Regions from separate parts of the Mus musculus genome. Here region 2 is linked to region 1. The links are chromatin contacts, called in public HiChIP or PLAC-seq maps. All regions are on one chromosome and are shown on one strand. The core of a region is the stretch at or near the end of the contact, and the rest is flanking DNA. Distances in the headings are between cores, read along the strand shown.

Region 1 (3,036 bases), core at 214-2,713:
AGACCTTCTCTCTTCCCTGAAAAGAGAGCCTAGTTAATATGCCTGCCCCAACATCCTGACACCTGACAGAATGGAGGGGGAACAGAGAGAGTGCCTGGAGACAATGGAGGGAACTGTTCACAATGGTTAGCACCAAAGAAGGGCACCGTCATCCCAAGGACTGGTGGTTTTAATATTTCTGAGTTAATAGAAACTGGTTTTTTTTTTAAATGATACATAACCTATGCAATAACAAGAAACGTCTTTCTTAATAGTTTCCTTTTTAATAAATATGTCATTAAATCCAAAAGTGCTTCTTCAGATGTGGGGGCTCTAATCCTAGCATTCAGGAGGCAGAGGCAGGCAGATCTCTGAGAGTGTGAGGCTAGCCTTGTCTACATAGTGGGTTGCAGGATAGCATGTCTACCTGTACCAAAGAGTGCACCAAAGACCTCGGAAGACGGTGTCGATTCCCTGGAACTGGAGTTATAAACAATGGTGAGCTGCCAAAGAGGTGCTGGGAGCCAAACCCAGATCCTCTGGAAGAGCAGCCAGTGCTCTAATCTGCTGAGCCGTCTATAGTGCCAAGACGAGTGTTTTTATAAGACAGTGTAGGTGGTATCGCTCAGTGGTAGAGTGCTTGTTCTTAGCAGCCTCAGGGGGCCCCAGGTTCAGTTCTCAGATATAATAATAATGATGATGATGATAATCATAATAAATAACGAGGAGGAAGAAGAGAAGGAGAAGGAAGATGAAGAAGAGAAGGAGGAGGAGAAGGAGAAGAAGGTACAAAGAACTAGAATCTTCCATGAGCTGGGATATCATACACGGATAAACATGTGTTCTGTTGAAGGGGTGCATGCTTCGTAAGGTCATGAGCCTCAATTTAGCCTAGGAATTTCCTAAAAGTCCAAAATGATACCTCGTGATAATAGTTGCCTCAAACCCGTTTTTGCTAAAAAGGCTGATTCCACACTTGAGCCCACAAGGACTGGGTGAAAGGCCTGACACTCTGCCTTTGTTTTGTATCTGCCTCCTTTACTTTGGGTCAAACTCACACTTGACTCGGTAGTGTTGAAGCAAAACAAAAACCAGGGCTCTCATCTTAAAGGGAATGAGAGTTTCTTCTGCAGCCAGGTTGAGTGACCACAGGCTGAGGACCACAGATTTCGATCACTCCAAATCCCACTTGCAATTTGGAAGCAGTTTTGTTTAGTTTTTTTTTTTTTTTTAATAATTTTACAGAACAAAGTCATAAATCAAGACAAGTTTAAAATATGTTGGCGGGTACATCAGAGAGTCAGGCAAGAGATAAGAGAAGCTTCTATCTATAGACCCAAGACATTATATGAGCTTTGGGGCTGGCAGAAGCTAGTTGTCTGTTAAGTGGCTAGGTTCCAAGAGGTTATTAGTCACAGGGTGTTTGCTCTGACACAGAGTTGGTCAGGGAATAGCTATTCTGAGGTTTGAACTAGTCGAAAATAAGGCAAGCAGTGTCTGGACTTGCTACATTCCAACCTCCCCATAGAACAGCTGGAACCCTCATCAGGCCATCAGTCTCGGCAGACACAGCATCTTTTCAGGAGGATTTGTTCACAGGAGACATCAGGCATCCTCATCACTAAGGACTAGATAGTCTTGATGACCTGACCGGGACACCACATCCATCTTCAAGGCTAACAGCGCCAAGACAACACTGTTCTGACCTTGCAGTAGCCTTGGTTCCGACAAGAGTCAAGCACAGCAGGCCAGATCAGGCCCAAACAGGACGACTGCTCAGGGCTTGCTGTTGTGCTCTGTAGTTCAGGTCACCTTGGAGAGACCAGGTAGAGAGAGCTCTTCAAAGACGGTGGTAAATACTCCTAAGCGTCCTGCAGGACTGGAGCTGAGCCAAAGAGGCCACCTCGGCAGGGGGCTGCTTCGTTCCCCACGCCTCTTACTGCAGTTCTTCCAGCTGCAAGCCCTTGCTGCTTTCCTTTAGCCGGTCCTCATAACATGGCCATATTCATCCAACCTTCACTTCCTGCCTTTCCTCCCTCCCCGTTCCAGCTCCCCTTCACTTCCTTGTTCAGTTTACTGAGACAAGGTCTCACACTATGTAGCCCAGGCTAGACTCTAACTTGTGGCAATCCTGCATCAGTCTCCTGAGCACTTGGACTATAGCTGGGCGTCACCTCTCCCGCCATTTCTCTACTTTTTACTGCCTGGTTTTTTGGGTTTTTTTTTGTTTTGTTTTGGTTTTTGGGTTTTGGGTTTTTTTTTGTTTGTTTGTTTGTTTGTTTGTTTTTTAGGGCATATCAAGATATGTAGTGAGCCGAAGCTGTGGGGATGCCTGAGCTGGACTTTGCCCTACGATTCTGTTTCTGCCGTCACCCCAGATTACCCTCCCATGCCAGCAGATGCAGCTGACACTCAGTGCATTTAGAGAATGCACAGTAAGAGCAAAGAGTATCGTAGAGAGTGGGACGTGTCTTTTCCTTCGTTCTTCCTGTTCCTTCTGCCCTGAGTATGAAACTGGGAAATGCCCTCGTAGAGTGGGATGACAGTCTAACATGGGCCAGAATTGTTCATGGTAAAGAAGGGAGCCAGAGGTCTTCAACAAGCTCCCAGCCACACGGATGCACACATAGGGGTCACAGACACATGGATAGAAGTCACAGATGTACATACAAATGTCACAGATGTGCACACCGATGCACACACAGGTTTCACGGATGCACACACAGGGGCCACAGCTGCGCACACAGTGGTCACAAGCAGCACACACAAGGGTAGCAGCTGCACACACTGGAGTCACACAGGTGTCACAGATGCACACACAGGGGCCACAACCCACTCCCCACCTCAACTCTTCTATCAAGGCCTTGGAAACACATACTGAGCATCATCATAGGGTTACCACTGAAATTACTTTTTCCCTGCACGTGTAAGTTAAATTCTCCGATTTCCCAGCAGGGGAAGACAAACAGAAGCCTCATCCAAAAGGAGCCCATTGAACGCTTTAAACAGACAAGCAAATGGTTCTTGTGAGTCTTGGATTAAGTTGAGAAGACAGGA
Region 2 (3,036 bases), core at 319-2,818, 110 kb after region 1:
TGTCCGTGGGATGTGGGAGCTGCAGGTATTACCCTGCTGCCCAACAGTGGAGGACTGAGGTAGGACTTGTTGACTTGCAGGCTGGCCTGAGGAGACTTGCCAGCCTGACCACCTGTGAGCGTGACGCATCTTGAAGGGATTTACTTATGGATTTGATTACACAGTTATGTTTTGTAACTTTGAACAGGAAGATCTCGCTTTTTGTTGGATTTCACAATTTAACATTATAAATGATGTATTTTTAAAGCCCTCCAGTTCATTGTTGATTTATAGAAATATAAGCCGTTTTTATTCTTATATAGATACCTGCAGCTTTGTTATATGTACTTATTCTGGTAGGTTCTTTATTAGATCCTTTGGAGCTTCTGTAGGCAGTGATGCTGCACATAGCTGAGAGTCTCTTTACCGTCCATGTGTCTTTTACACACTCTGGGAATAGCTGTGTCTGGGAAATGCTGTCAGGCAGGCATCAGATCTCCCTGTGTATTAAGTATGGGGATGGACTTGAGCAGTTGTTAGGGAAGGAAACTCTTACTTTGTTATTGGTTAGCTGGAACAAATTTGTATTAGTACTGTGTCTATGCAAAGGCAGGCTTGACTCCCCCATTGACACCAAAGCTGACGTGACGCAGAGCTTTCCTCGGAGACACAGCTGCACTCAGCAGTCATCTCCTCAGACACAGCCTTGCCTTTGAACAGGCACTCCCTTGCTGCTGCTGCTGCTGCTGCTGCTGCTGCTGCTGCTGCTGCTGCTGCTGCGGTGGGTGTTTTGAGACATGGCCCTGGCTGTTGTGGAACTCGATTGTAGGCCAGGCTGGCCTTGAACTCATAGCCTGCCTGCTTCTACTTCTCAAGTGCTAAGTTTAAAGGTGGAATTTTCTTTTTTTCTCTTTTTCCTATTTTTCTCTTTCGAAGTTACTGGCAAAATGATTAAGTTATTAACTAGTGATAGGAAAATCATTTTCCTCTAGATTTAGTACATTTGCTGTACATTGGTTAATATGTGTTTCTTTAAATTATTAAGTTTAACTTAAAAAGGCCTTAGATGTTTTCAAGATGAATTTTTCTCACTTGTTTCAGATAATGTGCAAGATGGCCCCCATGGTTGGGAAGGACATTACGGAGCGCCTCATCCTCCCCAGGTTCTGCGAGATGTGCTGTGACTGTCGAATGTTTCATGTCCGGAAGGTAAGTCTGCATCCACTCTGGGTTTCTGAGTTTAAGAACGCATGATGCTCTGGTGTGTGGAATGTGATGTTTTTAAGGAACTCCTATGCGATACTAAAATGTTAGTGATGGTTCTGTTACAGGTCTGCGCTGCCAATTTTGGAGATATTTGCAGTGTAGTTGGCCAACAAGCAACAGAAGAAATGTTGGTAAGTATCTAAGGTATTAAAGAATAAGCAATACAGAGTAATAGAGTTTATTAATATGCCCCCGTGACTGCAAACCAGAATGATGTTTGTACATTTGGAACTACAAGTTGGTGTTTGCAAGGCGTTCTGATAAGGATTGCTTCTTTAAGCATTAAACAGTGGTTCCCTGTTAGCCTCCCACTTGTACATAGTGACTCAGTCCTGACTCACTCACCCGAGTCTCTAACCTCACTAGGGCATTTGCTTTACTAGAGTCCTCTCTGGTGCCACTTAAATCTCGTAGCAGAGGAGTTAAGTTGTGACATGCATGTGCCCCATGCACAAATTCATACGCGTAGACTGTCTATACATCCACTGGCACGAGGAGCTCAGCTGTGAGCTCTCGGGTGACAGTCAGCTGTGTTTTGCCTTTCTAGGGGGAGTTATAAACTGGAGTGATGCATTAGAAGTTTTTGAGTTCCAGTGTTTAAATACGTTCTGTATGTTTTAAGAATATCCATCATTAAAACAGAAGATGGCAGGGAAGTAACTGGTGTCCCCGTGTTCCCACAGCTGCCCAGGTTCTTCCAGCTGTGCTCTGATAACGTGTGGGGCGTCCGAAAGGCCTGTGCTGAGTGCTTCATGGCTGTCTCCTGTGCAACATGTCAAGAAATCCGACGGACAAAGTTATCAGCACTATTTATTAACTTGATCAGTGATCCTTCACGTTGGGTAACATTGCTTTTTAAAAACATTTTGAGACTAAAGTAAATGATTTATTTATTTTGTATATATGAGTACACCACCATTGCTCTCTTCAGACAGACCAGAAGAGGGCATCAGATCCCATTACAGATGGTTGTGAGCCACCATGTGTTTGCTGGGAATTGAACTCAGGACCTCTGGAAGAAAGTAAATGATTTTTTAAAAAAAAAAGTGTTTTAATATTTTATTTTATGTCTATGGGTATTTTGCCTGTATGCATGCACGGACGTGTTTGTATATGTATATATGTGTGTATGTGTATGTGTGTACACACACACATACATATACATGCACACCACATGCATATCTGGGGTCCACTGAAAACAGAAGAGGGTGTTAGTGCTGAAACAGGAGTGCTGGAAAGCTGTGAGTTACCATGTGGGTGCTGGGAACTGAACCCAGGGTTTTTGGAAGAGTGTGTTCTTAACTGCGAGCCATTTCTCTAGCTCAATGATTTCAAATTTAAAACTAATTTACTCCAAGTACAAGTGGCACACGCCTTTAATCCTGGCACTCAGAGGCAGAGGACCTGTGAGTGTGAGGCCAGCCTGGTCTACAGAGTGATTTCTGAGATAGAGCTACCTAGGGAAACCCTGTCTTGAACACCTTCCCTCAAAAGAAAGAATTTATAATTATGTTATTCATATAAATATATGACTAGTCAGTAGGAGGTTATTAAAGGTTGTCTTTTTATTAGCTGGAAAGTATTTTTTTCTTTTTCCAATTTTTTAATTAGGTATTTTCTTCATTTACATTTCAAATTCTATCCTGAAAGTCCCCTATACCCTCCCCCCACCCTGCTCCCCTACCCACTCACTCCCACTTCTTGGCTCTGGCATTCCCCTGTATTGGGGCATATAAAGTTTGCAAGACCAAGGGGCCTCTCTTCCCAATGATGGCCGACTAGGCCATCTTC

What was found. HiChIP or PLAC-seq counts read pairs in DNA pulled down with a chosen protein or histone mark.
Region 2: an HNF4G HiChIP or PLAC-seq map of pancreatic cancer cells shows a contact between it and region 1. The contact joins two enhancer-like sites. A contact is called at or near these places in 2 of 15 datasets of contacts at CTCF or cohesin (large pre-B cells and pro-B cells), 12 of 484 Hi-C or Micro-C datasets (the C2C12 cell line, the HPC-7 cell line, bone marrow-derived macrophages and 8 more), 6 of 115 datasets of contacts at active chromatin or transcription factors (the HPC-7 cell line, embryonic fibroblasts, embryonic stem cells and 3 more) and 3 of 9 other capture datasets (adipose tissue, liver and pancreatic islet).

Annotation. Positions count from the first base shown.
Region 1 is chr17:65,702,463-65,705,498 of GRCm38.p6, forward strand. The region is part of intron 3 of Rab31 (RAB31, member RAS oncogene family); the gene reads right to left. Among named protein-coding and RNA genes, the nearest start is that of Gm35477, 62 kb to the left of the region's middle. Within about 2 kb of position 1,464, at least 160 of the 459 cell types and tissues checked have an H3K27ac peak or open chromatin away from gene starts, as enhancers often do. A contact at or near this core is called in the C2C12 cell line and pancreatic cancer cells, where this site is marked.
Region 2 is chr17:65,812,378-65,815,413 of GRCm38.p6, forward strand. It overlaps Ppp4r1 (protein phosphatase 4, regulatory subunit 1), which reads left to right. Exons shown (of 20, transcript NM_001114131.1): 7 at 1,081-1,188; 8 at 1,311-1,376; 9 at 1,929-2,087. Among named protein-coding and RNA genes, the nearest start is that of Ppp4r1, 31 kb to the left of the region's middle. Within about 2 kb of position 1,569, at least 30 of the 459 cell types and tissues checked have an H3K27ac peak or open chromatin away from gene starts, as enhancers often do. A contact at or near this core is called in the C2C12 cell line and pancreatic cancer cells, where this site is marked.